Regions from separate parts of the Sus scrofa genome. Here region 1 is linked to region 2. Evidence: chromatin contacts called from public HiChIP or PLAC-seq data. All regions are on one chromosome and are shown on one strand. Each heading gives the region's core, a stretch centred on a gene start, on an enhancer-like site or on the middle of the called end of the contact. The rest is flanking DNA. Distances are from core to core; before and after follow the strand shown.

Region 1 (6,578 bases), core at 2,273-4,772, 240 kb before region 2:
CGGAAGGAAATCCAGCCCTTAGAGGCAGCTGTCTGCTAGAGGCTGTGAACGGGAGCATACACCTGTGAACGAGGAAGCGCTCCCTGCCCCGGGGCTGGGGGGTAGGGGAGACAGCAGGAGGTGAGTGCTCGGAGTTTGCTCAGAGCAGCGGCCCTGAACCCACTATTTCAGGTGATCAGGCGCACAGAGGTCCTCCGATGCCTGAGGCAGCCCAGGGAAACGGGGCCTCTTGCATCCCAGACTCCTCACTTGGTCTTGCGGGGTTGCTCTCCTTGCCTGTGTCAGCCTCTGCTACCGCTGCAGCCCCTGCTGTCTCTCGTTCCACTCCTCACGATTCGGGCTTCCTTGTGCCTCTTCTGGTGATGCTTGCTTGCTCCTCCCCAGATGTGGCCGCAGACGTGACGGATCTCACCACCCCGCGTCCTGCGAGGCCTGATGGGACCACGCGGTGTGGTGGTTCCCTCTTGGCAGAGCTTCCCGCCCCGGCCAGCTCTTGCTTGACTTGTTTGCCGCTGCTCACATCAGATGGGGCAGCAGGGAGGCAGGACCCTACTGGATGAAGCTGGCCTTTGAAGAGGGAATTGCCCGAGGTGAGCCCCTTCCTCAGAGAAAGGCTGTGGGCCATTGTAAAGGGGACACGTGTGGGACAAAAGTTTTTCTTGGAGTTCCCGTCGTGGCGCAGTGGTTAACGAATCCGACTAGGAACCATGAGGTTGCGGGTTTGGTCCCTGCCCTTGCTCAGTGGGTTAAGGATCCAGCGTTGCCATGAGCTGTGGTGTAGGTTGCAGACGCGGCTTTGATCCTGCGTTGCTGTGGCTCTGGCGTAGGCCGGTGGCTACATCTCCGATTCGACCCCTAGCCTGGGAACCTCCATATGCTGCGGGAGCGGCCCAAAGAAATAGCAAAAAGTCAAAAAAAAAAAAAAAGTTTTTCCTGAGCCTCTCTGCAGCATAGAGGGAAGAAGATTCAGTTTTCTGGGAGAAATCCTCGGGAGAGCTGAGTGCTGGGTCAGAGGAGGGCAGCGTGAGAGGACCGCCCACCTGCCTCCAGATTGTGGGGTTGCCTAGAGGAATTTGAGAATATATGGTGGATTCTTAGCTTGTGCCTGATGTGCGTCCCCCCTCTGGTGCCTCTGTGTTTGTCGTGGGAAGGGTACTGAAGACCAGGGGTCCAGAGGAGGCAGCCCAGAACCAGAATGTGAAGGTGTGGGAGCTTGGGCTAGATGCCCAGATTGGCTGAAATTGCAGGGAAGATGTTAGACACTCAGTGGCCTGGACTTGGGTGGCCTAGAGATTATCCAGAGGTCTTCCTTAACCTCTAACTGTCACATAAAAGGCAGCGTCTGGGTAGAAAGATGAGATCAGACACCAAAGTTCAAATAGCCAGAAAGAAACACCAGACCAGAGGGGAGGGGCCAAGACTGGCCCCCATTAGGGCAGAGAGGTGGAGCTGCTGGAATGTGGGTCAGGACCTCTCGTTTAGGGACAGACTCGCCAGTGGGCGGAAGGCATCCTTCAGGGCCACTTCCGTGATTGGGAGAAGGGAAGCTACAAGGATGGAGGGAGAACTAGACACCCAGCCTCAAGCCACGTCCCTTCCTCGCAGAGTGTGAAAGAGTGCCGAGGAAAAGTGGGCTGCACACCCACTCGCCGGCCTTTCTCTCTCCTAGCCCATTGTCTCCACTCCCCTCTCGGCCTGGGCCCTCCGCGAGAGACAGAGCCATCCTCGGAGAAGCCTTTGTCACAACCCAGCCTTGATATGGGCCGTGAAGGTGAATGGATGAACACCAAGGAAATAAGCCGCTGAGCGCGGTTTTGAGACTGCATCTCAAAACGATGTTGGTCACCTGCCTCCTCTGAGTGTAATAGAAGTCATGCAGCTTAAAAACTCTGACTGTTGATTTGAAAATTTACCCCATGCAGTGATTGATAATAGAAGCTTTCAGGAATGAACAAAAAAAGAGGGGGAGGGGACGGTACACCAGTGCCGGGAAAACATATGTGGATAAGGTTCCACATATGTTTGAAAGGGAGGATGCTTAAAAGCCTTGACAGTTCACCTTCCCCATGTGGCGCTCAGCTGTCCCGACTTCCCGGGTCTGGGTTACAGGTGGGCACACAGAGGCACAGGCCATCAGGAGAGGAGGGTGCAGGCTCTCTGTCCATCTTGGTATCATTCTTGGTTTTTTTTCTTCTTATGGTTGCACCTGCAGCATATGGAAGTTCTCAGGCTAGGGGTCAAATTGTAGCTGTAGCTGCCAGCCTATACCACCGCCATGGGGTCCGAGCTGCATCTGCAACTCACTGCGGCCTGTGGCAACACCAGATCCTTAACCCACTGAGTGAGGCCAGGGATCCATCGCACATCCTCATGGATGCCATGTCGGATTCCTAACCCACTGAGCCAGAAGGGAAACCCCCTCTTAGTATCATTATTTAAAGCGGCACAGTGACCAGACTACCACCGATGGCTTATTTTGAACCAACCAGGAGAAAAAAAAAGGAGGCCTGGCCGTTCCCAGAGACCGCTGCCCCTGTCCCTGCCTGCACTTAAGAGGGCCACTTGACCGTTCCGAGGAAGATGTTACTGTGGACCAAAAAAAGACATTCTGTTTGACTGGGCCGTGCTCCAAAGAGGGAAGATGTGGCCTCTTCGTCCCTCGATTGCCTTCGAAGCAGACTTTTCCCTCCCCCGGGGTCGTTCATCAGATTAGAGCCCTTTTCTAGGCCCTCGACTTTGTTAGAGATTTTCTTAGGAAACACCCAGTGGTTTCAGGTTTTAGTGGAAGGAGGGTGGATGGAACTTCATTGACGCTGAGCCTGAGGTCGAGGCGAGGGCAACGATCTGTCCGATTCGCTATTCTCAAGATGGAAGGAGGGAGGGAAGTTACACCAAGCCCCTCGAGTGACGCCGTCTTAGTGAAGCAGTCCTGAGGGTCAGCCTGGGTTTGAGCGGCCTGGAGGGGATTTATTGCCTAGAACAGCGAATTCTAAAATGCAGCTGCAGTCCAGACACGTGAAGAACCTTCGTAAATACTGATGCCTGGGCCTCATTCCCACAGAGTCTGACTCAGTCGGTGTGTTTATTTCCTGGGGCTGCCACAGCAAAGTTCTACAGACTTCAGGGGGTGGGGTGGTGCTTAAACAGCAGACATGTATTGTCTCGCAGCTCTGGGGGCTAGAAGTCCAAGATCAAGGCCCTGGCAGCGTTAGTTTCTTCTGAGGCCTCTCTGCTGGGCTTGCAGCCGCCTGCCTTCTTCCCGCATCCTTACAGGGGGTCCGTGCTCTCATCTCCTGTTCTCATGAGGACACGGGTCACATTGGAGCTGGCCCACTGTCGTGACCTCCTTTCACTTTAGCCACCCTCCAAAGACCTGATGGCCAAGAGGAGCACCCTCTGAGGCGCTGGGGTTAGGACTTCCACCATGAATCTGGGGGGACACGGTGTAGCCCGTAGCAGTCGGCCGGGCGAGCTCAGGCATCGGTGCCGTGAGCGCCTCCCCCAGATACTCGGATTGCAGCTGAGGTTGGGAATCTCTGTTCCAGATGGCTCTGTCCGAGCATCCAGAAACAGCTGCTTGGAGCAGAATCCCCGGACAGTCATTTTTTACATTGTGAAAGTGCTGGGAACTTGTGCAGGAAAAGGCTGCTGTAAACAGAGCGACGCAAAGAGCTTCGGATACCAAATGAGGTGACCGTGGAGAGACTGTTCAGAAGTCCCTCCTGCCTCCCTGGGGATGGGGATGGGGGCGCTGCTCTTCTCCCCCGCCCCCGCCCCGGGGGTCCAGCAGGCGGGGTGCTTTTAAGGAGCTCCCCAAGGACGGCCAGACTCCCTCACTGCACTGCTGGATTTTCTGAGCGTCGTGATCTGTGGCTTGGTTTCCTGAGTTGACCTACCCCCCAGGAGGGGCGCGCCCTGTGCAAGCAGCTGGCCTCAGTTCTTGGGCCAGGAATACAGTAGCACCTTCCAGAACCCCGCAGCGGGGCCCTTGGACAGACACGCCTGCCTCCTGTGAGAGTGCTTGATGAGAGGTGAACAATTAACGGGAGGCTGGGGTCGCTCCCAGGCGGATCTGCCGCGGGTGGTGACTGGCGTGTGGGGGCGAGTGTCGTGATGCAGCGCCCGGGCTGACTCAGCCCAGCTCCCCTCCCGGCTCCCGGCAGGCACGCACTGGCGCCTCCTGGCTCAGCCCGCGGCAGGAGTCTGTTTCTCTGTTGCTCTTGCCCTGCAAACTCAGTTCTGGCTTTTTCAAAGATTGCTGATTTTTTTTTTTAAAGACAATCCTTTTGTGAATCTGACTTTCCTTTTTGTTCATAGCTGATGGTTGCCCTGTGTCTCTCACTCCGAGGCCAGTTATTCACAAGTAAGAGGAGCGGTTCCCCCCGCCTCCCATGAGCCCACATTCATCCGGAGGTCAGGAGGCACTCAAGTTCCCCTCCTGACGTCCTCTGTCCTTAGTCCCCCCCCTCCACCCCACCCCGAGAGGACAGACTTGATGCGGCCTCGCTCTCCAGCCTGGAATGTGTGTCAGGTGCTGGCTTGGGGGGCTTTCCTTCCTTCACTGCACGGCATCCTCTCAGAGGACCAAAGCCACCAGTATGCTTGGCACCCCCACTTTGCAGATGAGGAATCAAAGCTCAGGGGGTGAAGACCTGCCCGGGAATATCCAATGGTGGGAGAATCAGATTCAGATCTACCTCATCCTGACTCCAGATCCCATTCCTGGCTGCTGGGCCTTCTGAGCAGTGCTGACACACCGCTGCTGATCCCATGCGCCCCCCTGGCTCTACAAGGCATCTCTCTGGTGGGCCGTCTCACACCTCTGACCCAGACCTTTCCTTGCCTGAGCTGCAGGCTGGGGCCCCTCGGAGCTCACCTGCCCCCCGCCGAGCTCCAGATGGCCCTCTTTTTGGGAGCCTGCTCTGCCCTGACCTTCCCTTTCCTGAGGATTTGTCTCCATTCAGTGACTCAGGCCAAGATGTGGGAGTCACCCTTGACTCCTCGCTCTCTCCCAGCCCACAGGCACGTCATCAGCGAATCCAGCGAGACTAACAATATCCAGAACCCAGCCACCTCCTCCCACCTCCGCCGTGACCGCTCTCCTCCCCGCCTCCGTGAGTCATCTCTGTCACCCCCTCATTCAGAGCCCTTGGAGCCTTCCTGTCTCATTCAGGGGTGTCAGTTATTAAGTTATTGCCTCCTGACTCCACGCCCGTCCTTCCACATTGGATTTCACCTCGCCCCGACTGGGCCCCCAGAAACCACCCTTCTCCTTGCTCAGCTCGCTCGGCCGGTAGGAGGCGCTAGAGGGAGAGCTCACCCCTGCAGAAGGGACTGCTTCCTCTGTTTTCTGTGGGTTCCCCTCGCCTGCACCTCCTGTGAGGGGCACCACGGCCCTACTGCCTCACCCCCACAGAGGCAGGCCCTTGCCGTAGCAGCAGTTACATCCACGCTGCAACTTTCTTCACACTCAGGAACCAACCTCACTGTGCACCCCAGGGTCAGCAGAGCTGGTTGCATTTCCCCCTCTGCAGGGTCCTGAACCTGGAGGACCCTCTTCAGAGCTTCCAGGGGTGTTTTAAGCGGCCTTGGGGAGAATCCTAAAGAGGGTGCTGGCATCACAGGAGAATGAAGACGGGAGCCACCTGGCACTGTCAGCGTCTCCACTGCGCGAGGCCCTGGCTGTACCTGGGAAGTGCGTTACATCCTCCCTCTCTTTTCACCCAGTTGCTATAGTTTTTCCCGGCTGGGAGGCCTGGGGGGGGTGCAGAGCTAACTAAATTTAGAAGTTGCGGAATCTACGGCATCTCAACTTCACTCTCACTTTCCATTCTGACTGGCTTTTGAACTAATGGACATGGAGGGGCTGCCTTCCTAGAACAGTATCCTCCGAAGTTCATGGAACACCCTAAGTGGTTACCAGCTCCCGTGAGCTTAATTCATAACAGACAGGCTTGGGAGTGTCGGTGGCTGGCTTGTCCTCTGTGTACAGACTTTGTGAGGCCAGGTCTGCCGTGGAGATGGCCACACCTCACTTCTAAGATGAAGCTTCATCGAACTGGACTAACGACATTTTCAGACCAGGAAGAGGCAAGAGAGTTTCTTGACGCTAGCAGTTAGCAGGGACTCACCTTCCCAGAGCTGAAGGTGGAATGGACCCTAAATCCGGCACGTTCCGGGCTACACCCTGCCCTGCTGGGTTGTGGGTAGGTTCCCTGGATTACAGTGGCATGTTACAGTTCTCACTGCGTGGTTCATCTGTTCAGTCTTGTTTGCCTTGGACCTGAGCCACCCGGGTTTCTGAAGGTGGTGAGCTGGCCACTGTTCCTGGCCCCACAACACAGGTGTGATCTGTGCCATGTGAAATGCGAGTGGCAATTATAGTGGCTGATTTGAAAGGAAACTGAACACCCTAGCTTTCACCCGGTCAGCTTGACTTGGCTATGGGCACCTTTCTTCTTGGGCAAATGAGGGCTGAACTCTTGAGTCAGACTCTTTCAAGGGCTTGCATTTCTAGGTTCCAATCACAAACAAGACAACCTTGTGAAGCTGGGGGCTGTCTACACTCTCAGCAAACT
Region 2 (7,651 bases), core at 316-2,815:
GGGAACAGGGGTGAGCCTCTCCCCTCCTTATCCCCCCCCCCACCGCCCCCTGCTGGGACTCAGGGTCCACGTGGAAGCGCTGAGGCGCAAAGACCAAAGGATGAGCTTTGGACCATGGGATGGCTCACCCAGCCCTGCCTCCTCATCGGCTTCCAAAGAGGCTTGTGTGAACCCCTAACTAAAGCCAGTTCTGGGTCATGCCAGGAGAGCCTTCTCCAGCCTGGCTCTGCTTTGCTGGTTTGCTCCTAAAACAGCAAGCACATTGTTCCTAACTCCTGGACACACTTGCCAGCAGCAGCTCAGGACCTTCCAGAAATTGCTTGGCTTTTATATAGCAGGTTTTAATTTTAACTCCCTTTCCTTTTTTTTTTTTTTAATCAAAAATTAATTAAAACACCATGGCAAGCCCAGAGTTCACTCACTCTGGCAAGAAAGGAAAGTGAAAGGAAGAGAAAAGAGAAAACACTTTTCATTATCTGCCACACCTGGGTTGGCAGAGTCCTCAACAGTTTTGCTGAGGCTGGAATTCAAGACAATTCCTCCTCCAACCCAAACACTCTTGCTGAGGGTGGATGCGCCTCGTGGGCCTGCCCGGCTCTGTGGGTTGGGGGAAAGGCCAGGCCCTGTGACTACTCACCAGGCACCCTCTGGCACTGCCCACGGCCCCTTCTGCCTTCTCCCTTAGACCACCTCTCTCCTCCCACGACAGACCCAGGACGCACCCTCTCCAGGAAAGACCTTTTCATGAAGACCCAGGCCACCATGACAAGGGCATCAGGCCTTGACGGTGGAAAAAGACGAACAAGAACTGGGACTTGAGGATTCTTCACGATACCTTTCCCGCTACTTCTCTTCCAGTTTCTCCCCACCCACCCACCCAGTCCTGATACAAGCGTGACCAGGATGGAATCAGGCACAGGACTTCGAGGCTTTGTTTCTAGTTCTTCAAGTCCAAAGCTGCAGCTTCAGAATGTTTCCGGGGTTGAGTCAAGAGCAGCAGCGGTCACAACGAGCCCAGATGTGCTGAGAGATGTGTGGTGGGAAGTCTCCCAGGGTGCAGGTCATGTTGAAAGCCACGCTGAGGTTTCTCCTAAGCTGGATGTTCCTGGATTGAGGCAAAGGGGAGGAAGGACAAGCTGGAGGAACGGGGTTCTCTGGTTCGCACCCCGTCCTTCCCTTGGGGCCTGGCATCCAGCACCCTGGGCTGCCTGTGCTGTGGAGAAGCGGGAGTTAATTCCAGGGCTCAGAGGGTCCAGAGGGAGGAGAGAGTTGAGAGCTCCCAGCAGGGGTGCACGTGGGCTTTCTTTACAGCTTTCCAGAGCTACAGAATTGATTTTCTGCTGGAGTCGCCACATATCAATGCATCTACAGTCCTCCTTCCAGGAATTATCAGACTCCGGGGAGATAATAAGAAAGGAACTGAAACTATTTTTGAAAAGTTTTCCAAAGCTGGCGAATGCCATATAAGGCCCCCATTGGCTTTCATTTTTGCTGGGCTGGAGGGAGGTGGGGGGAACACGAGGCGATTGTGTGGTTGGAAGCTGGAGCCAAGGCCTCCTTACTCTGAATTAAGACTTGGGAAGCAGAATTTCCCCTGGGGCCCTGGTGCTGACTTGGAGTTGAGATCTTACAGAAGACTCTGCGGAGTGGGAAAACAGTTGTCTACTATGCTTGTGCAACAGCATGAGAGATCCTTTTGCTTGAAGACTCTCCATGGGGTGAGCTAGGAAGGCTGAACTTGAAAAAGCCGAGAAGCCATGGGCAAGGAGGGGAAACTGGGTTGACTCTGGGCCTTAGGGTAGACAGTGCCTCCCGTGCCTTGTCCTGTGTCTTATGTTAGAGTCTCCAGAAGCAGGCGCAGAGTGACCCATGTAAGGAATGTTTCAGGAAAATCAGTAGGTGGTTGGGAAGTCACTCAGAAGAGAGGGATGCTGGGTAAGGGTGCCCATGGCGCAAATCCCCAGGAAGGGAAGTGGTGCCGTGAGACTTACGCTCTCTCCAGAGCCTCCCTGCAACCTTCTCCTTAGTCCTGATGAGGCCCAGGGAGGCTGGACTATTTATATCCTTCTCCCGTCCGTCCTCCATTGGTTAAGGGCTGTCACCTCTGCAAGGATGCAAATTCCCATTATCACTTTCTTTAAGCAGCAGAGTCGTTCCAGAACCCTGAAGGAAGCCCTCTGACAAAAGAGGCCCCTGGAGCTGGGGTGCTTGAAAATGATACAGGACTCCCAGGGGATGTGGGCCGAGCACAGCCTGCTGGGCTGTATCTTGTCTGGACCCATCAGCCCTAGGCTGGCAGGGCCTCAGAGAGTAGGTTCAGTTATCTCTAAGAGCAGCTCTGCTGGAGCAGTTCCTGGCGAGAGAAGGATCTGGGTGGCCACTGGTGGTTTGTGAGTGACCCGGACTCTGCTGCCGATCCCAGAGTCACTCCCCGGGAGTGTGCTCCTCGTCTCACCTTTACTTGTTCTGTCCCCACATCCCTGTGGGTGGAGCTGGGGGTCATGGTCACAGTGGTGCCTTAGCTGGAGGACAGCAGTGTGCATCTCTCTTTTCCTCCCTGTTACCCCAGAAGCCAGGTACCAAAGAACTGGCATTTCTCTCCAAACGCCCTGGCCACCCCTCGGCTTGGACTTCCCCCAGTGAGGTTGAAGCATCTGGACAACAGCTGTCCAGCCAGCCCACTCACATGACCCGAAGATGTGCCCTGAGCTGACGATGGTTAGTAGCAGAGCAGGGCACGGCAGCAGGGACTTCAAAGGCGTGGCCCTCGTCCCTCAGCAGCCAGACAGAGCTCCCTGCAGCCTGAAGCTCAGCTGCTGGCCTGTCGAGTGTGGCTGGCTGGCCTGGAGGAAACAGAGCAGTCGGATGCAGAGGCAGCTCTGGGATGGGTGCTGCCTCTCCCTGAGGCCCTGGGAGGTGGGCGGGAGGGGCAGGCAAGTGCAGCAACAACCAGAAGCAGAAACCCCCAAACTCCTGGCGGTGGGCAGGTGCAGGTCCCGCTGGCGAAGCCCCACCACCGTGGGGCCCCTCGTTCCTCATCCTGCCTCACCCTCCGGCTAAAAATAATCCCTCGTCTGTAAACAAACGCAAATATATTTTTACCCTGCCTCGGAAAACCACCTTCCTGTGGGGTCCAGGGCTCTCTCTGAGGCAACTGGCAGATCACAGAAGCCACTGCACCGCTTGGAACTTTCCACCACAGACGGGCGATGGTGACCCCAGGCGACCTCTGCCTGTGGTGCCAGAGTGACTCTGTGTCGAGAGATTAGCATCTCTAACTGCTTTGTGGTTTCAGAGGCAGGAGAGGGAGGCCAAACCTCAGCGGGGCGAGAGCGTACAGCTCAGGACTGAGAGGCTCCAGGAAGACGTGCTCGTCTTCAGGGTCCCGCGTGCGGCTTCCTGAGGAAAGTTCTCACCAGAGCACGAGACCGTTGAACGTGAGGCCGTGAAACCAAGGCAGCCGGTCCCTCAGCCAGGCAGCTGGCCGCCGCCGGCTTCGCCCCGGGAAGGGGGTGGAGGCGGAACCGGCTGGAAGCATCTGACATCAGAAAAGCTGTTTTCTCTTAAAGGTGGGCACGGGGCAGGTGAGCCCTAAGTAACAGCCTACAGCCGATGACATAGCACTGCTCCCGCCAAGGTTAGCTTTTTCTAACTCACTCCCTCATCAGCCATCAGGCACCTCTTGCCTCTCCCTTGGTGCTGACCTTCATGCCAGGAGTGGAAGAGGCCGGGCTGAATGCGGATGGGCATCGGGGACGCGGTGTGCTTCGCAGAGCGGCCCACATGCCTGGGAGGCAAGGATAGGCATTGTTAGGAAAACTGTGGCGGAAGCAGAGCTGGGAGGAGCCAGGACAGGAGCCCCACGTCAGGGCCTGGGTAAGTGGCAGAGGCATTCGCTGGGCACCAGAGCTAAGGTCGTTTGACTCTTGGGTGCCGCCTTGTCCATGCCCTAATGCTTCCGGTTCTGATGAAACGGGCGAAGGGCGTCCAAGGGAACAAGCTCGAAGCCACTCAGGAGGGCAGAGCCTGACCTCCCAACTCCAGGTCCATCCACCGCCTCCGACCCCGGCCACCAGAATGGTCTGGGAGGTTCCTTCACGTCGGCCTTCGGCCCCCGACCATGTCATGTCGCTGGGTGAAAAGAGGAGTTCCTCTCTCAGTGCCAGCATCGCCCCCTTCCTCTCACCCCGAGGAGAGAGACAGGGTTTTGAGACATGAGGTAGGTGGGTCCCCACCTATGGCAGGAGCCAGAGGGAGCCTGCAGGGCTGTGAGGGACAGAGGGCCAGGCTGGAGATTTTCATCTTTGGCCTGGATGCGTTCCAACCTTAAACGCAAATGAAAACTTTAGAAACATGCTATTCTTGAAGGGGGCACGTGGGTGTGTTTGGGGGGTAAACGTGGGGGTGGAGGGATCCGAGGGGAGGGGAGGCGGCTGCAACACAGCTCTAAACACCTAAAGCTTACCTGCGGCGCTCAGACCCCGGGACCCCCACCAAGAGCACGGGGCCTTCCTGCTCAAATTCTCAGATTTTGTATTTCCGTCACACACCTGTCCAGGAACGTGACTAGAACACCTGGGCCCAGTCATCCATCTGCCACCAAAGTGGTTGCCAACTTGCCTTAAATCGCCTGACTCCTCTGTCAGCTTCTTCGGCTGTAAAGCAGGGGTCTGGGCAGACAGCAGGCACCTCTCCATCCCAAAGGTGCGCATCCAGCACGGTCAGTAGTGCACGTGAAGTTGACATGTCAACCACTGATGCTTCCAAGATGGATCTGCAAAATGGGAAGTGTTAGGAGGCTCAATGCTTTCCATTTCTATCTTTTCTCAAAAGACAGCCTATTCCAAGCACTGCCTCTGGGGAGGGGGGGGAGTGTGTGTGTGTGTGTGTGTGTGTGTGTGTGTGTGTGAGAGAGAGAGAGAGAGAGAGAGAGAAAGCATATGTTTGCAAAACAGAGGAGACATTTGCGTATAATAGCATTTTCACAGCATTGAGTATAAACAGGGAGAAACTTATCTTCTGCAAGTGATTAGGAGTGGCTTTTCGTGGGTGTCTGTGAAATGACAGATTGTGCAATTTTTAGAAAAAAAGTTTATAGAAAAAAAAAAAAACCCTACAGCAACCATATTTTGACCTTGAGGGGAAAAAATATGCTGGTTTGTTTATAGCAAATAAACTCCTCTCCAAAGTTTACGTTTGGAAGAACCCTGGTTGGCTGCTCATAAAAGGAACAGAATTGTTTGATTACTGGGGTTAACGTTCTTTTACTCACGTGAAAATACTGTCTGTAATTCGATTAAGAAGTGATTTCAAAAGAAAGGGTGACGACGGGCTTAATCGCAGAGTCAATACAGGCACGATCTGATTTTATGAGCCAGCTATTAGAGCAGCTTTGGCATTTATGTGTGATGCGCCGGGTAGGACGTAGCCGCCAAGAGTCATTTGTGTCCGCCGTCTGGACTAATTGAGCGACAGTAATACAGTGCTGCTTTTAGATAAACAATAGGTGGCAGAGCCCCATAGGTCTCGGCAGGGAGCGTGTTTGTGCCTTTCCAAGAGCGACTGGCCAAGCTCGCCTGCCTTAGTCATTCCACTAAGTCAAGTCCTTTAAATCAACTAAATTGAACGCAGATTTGACAGGGAAATCAGCATGCTGGTTGGACAGCCCTGAGCCCCCTCCCAAGTCTCATTCAAAGCAGGGGGCGTGGGGGTGGGACGTTAGCAAAGCGGGGGAGCAAATGTCACACGGTGGTCACACGTGTTGTGTCATGTGCCGAGCGGACCGACACGGAAACATCGCAGCCCAGCTGCCCACTTCCGTGACCTTGGCAGATACAAGCCGGGCGAGGACAGCCGACCTGAAGGCAGCAGAAGGGATGTAAGGAGGGGTCGAGGCCCCCACCTGTTGGGGGCGACTCTCTTTAGGAGCAGGAGCTTCTCCACCGTTCTCCCTCTCATCCGAAGGTACCCTCTAGCCAAAGACCTGAACCTCTACTCTGTGTAGAGATTAAGATCTCTTGTTACAAAGAAGAGAAAGGCCTCACAGGCTGGTCTCCTTCAAGTCACTTTATCTTAACTCAGGTTCACACAACCACCAGGTTTTGCAGGTGCCAATGGGGGGCTGGAGGGAGGCGTTAAACACCTCTTGTCTTTCCAGCCTCCGGCTTCCCCACCCAACTCAGTCACACGTTCTAGTTAAGAGCCATGTGCTGGCCTGGCCAACACAGCTTCCAGACAGGTTTGCTGTGCCCCTGCCACACTAAACCCCCTTGGCCATTATCAAGTCGCGTTGCCCCGGTGGGGCTTTAGGAAGTGGTGCGCAGTCCAGCCACTGTTGCTTGAGGTCCTGTGCTGGCTGCTGCGAAGCAGGAGATAAGATGGGTCCAGGTCCCAGATAAGATGGGCCGTGCACCTGTCACCTCTTCCCTGTGAGCAGATGTTCAAGAGAAAGACTCTAGCAGGAGCAAGGAGGAGCATCCTGCGTGGACAAAAGATAGCGGCCACCCCGTTCTCATTCCTGAGGTCAAGGAGACCTCGGGAACTACACACTCACAGGAGGTTCCTCGGGGGTCAGAGAAGGGAGGGGCACCAGACCCCAGTACATCTCGTCCACCTCCCAGGAACCCTGGGGGTGGAATCCATCGTGGCTGAAAGAGGGGCGCACACGCAGGGGAGGGCCCTGCGTCAGGCCAAAGGATTGGGGGGGGTGGGGGTGGGGCTCAAGGCCAGACGAAGCAAGATGATTGGCCAGAGGGAGCCCGGAAGGACCGCCCCCACACAAGTGATGGACGTGACCTCCAGAGCAGGTGCGACCTCTTCGGCTCTTGCTCTTTCTCCCTCTGTCTCTCTGCACACCCCCCGCAGAGCCTGTCTGTGCTTCGCCACCCCTACCTTCTCTCTCTTCTCTCTTGCACTTATCTGCTCACTACCCTCAGGCTCTCTGCTAAATTCTTTCTCCAAAGGGTCGAGTTCTGGGGGGCCTCCGTCAAGTGGTGAAGGTTCAGTGTTCTCACTCCACAGCCCCCCCCCCCAGAGCGGCTGGGGAGACATCCTCTTGGGAGACCAGCCGTGGAGGCTGAAGTCTTATGAGGAGACAGGCAGGCAGACAAGTATCATACGACAGAGTCTTGCCCCCGGGAGGCACTTCAGGAGGCCGAGTGGCTTCCTCTGTGTCTTAGCTCATTCTCTGTGACAAAAGACCACAGCCTGCGTGGCTGAAACAACAGATGTTTACCCTTCACAGCTCTGGGGGATGCAAGTCCAAGAAAAGGCATGAGAGGATTCAGTTCTTGGTGACATCCTGTTCTTAGCCATGTGGCAGGTAAAGGAAGCTTTGGTGTCTCATCTTCTTTTTATTTATTTATTTGGTTTTTTTTTTTTTTTTTTTTAAACCATTGCACCTGCAGCATACAGGAGTTCCCAGGCTGAGTCCAATTGGAGCTGCAGTTGCCAGCCAGGCCATAGCTACAGCAACTCGGGATACAAGCCGCATCTGCAACCTACACCACAGCTCACGGCAACGCTGGATCCTGAACCCACTGAATTGGGCCAGGGATCGAACCCCATCCTCATGGAAACAAGTCAGGTTTGTTACCGCTGAGCCACAATGGGAACTCCGATCATCTTTTTAGAAAGGCTCTAATTACCATCC

Evidence for each region. HiChIP or PLAC-seq counts read pairs in DNA pulled down with a chosen protein or histone mark.
Region 1: a contact with region 2 is called in an H3K27ac HiChIP or PLAC-seq map of skeletal muscle, with 2.2 times the contacts expected there. The contact joins two enhancer-like sites. A contact is called at or near these places in 1 of 47 Hi-C or Micro-C datasets (embryonic fibroblasts) and 1 of 2 datasets of contacts at active chromatin or transcription factors (skeletal muscle).

Annotation. Positions count from the first base shown.
Region 1 is chr7:10,908,970-10,915,547 of Sscrofa11.1, reverse strand. No RefSeq gene overlaps it. Among named protein-coding and RNA genes, the nearest start is that of MIR9807, 150 kb to the right of the region's middle. Within about 2 kb of position 3,522, at least 25 of the 83 cell types and tissues checked have an H3K27ac peak or open chromatin away from gene starts, as enhancers often do. A contact at or near this core is called in skeletal muscle, where this site is marked.
Region 2 is chr7:10,663,260-10,670,910 of Sscrofa11.1, reverse strand. LOC106507125 (a long non-coding RNA gene) reads right to left here. Exons shown (of 4, transcript XR_002346312.1): 4 at 741-4,774. Among named protein-coding and RNA genes, the nearest start is that of MIR9807, 92 kb to the left of the region's middle. Within about 2 kb of position 1,565, at least 20 of the 83 cell types and tissues checked have an H3K27ac peak or open chromatin away from gene starts, as enhancers often do. A contact at or near this core is called in skeletal muscle, where this site is marked.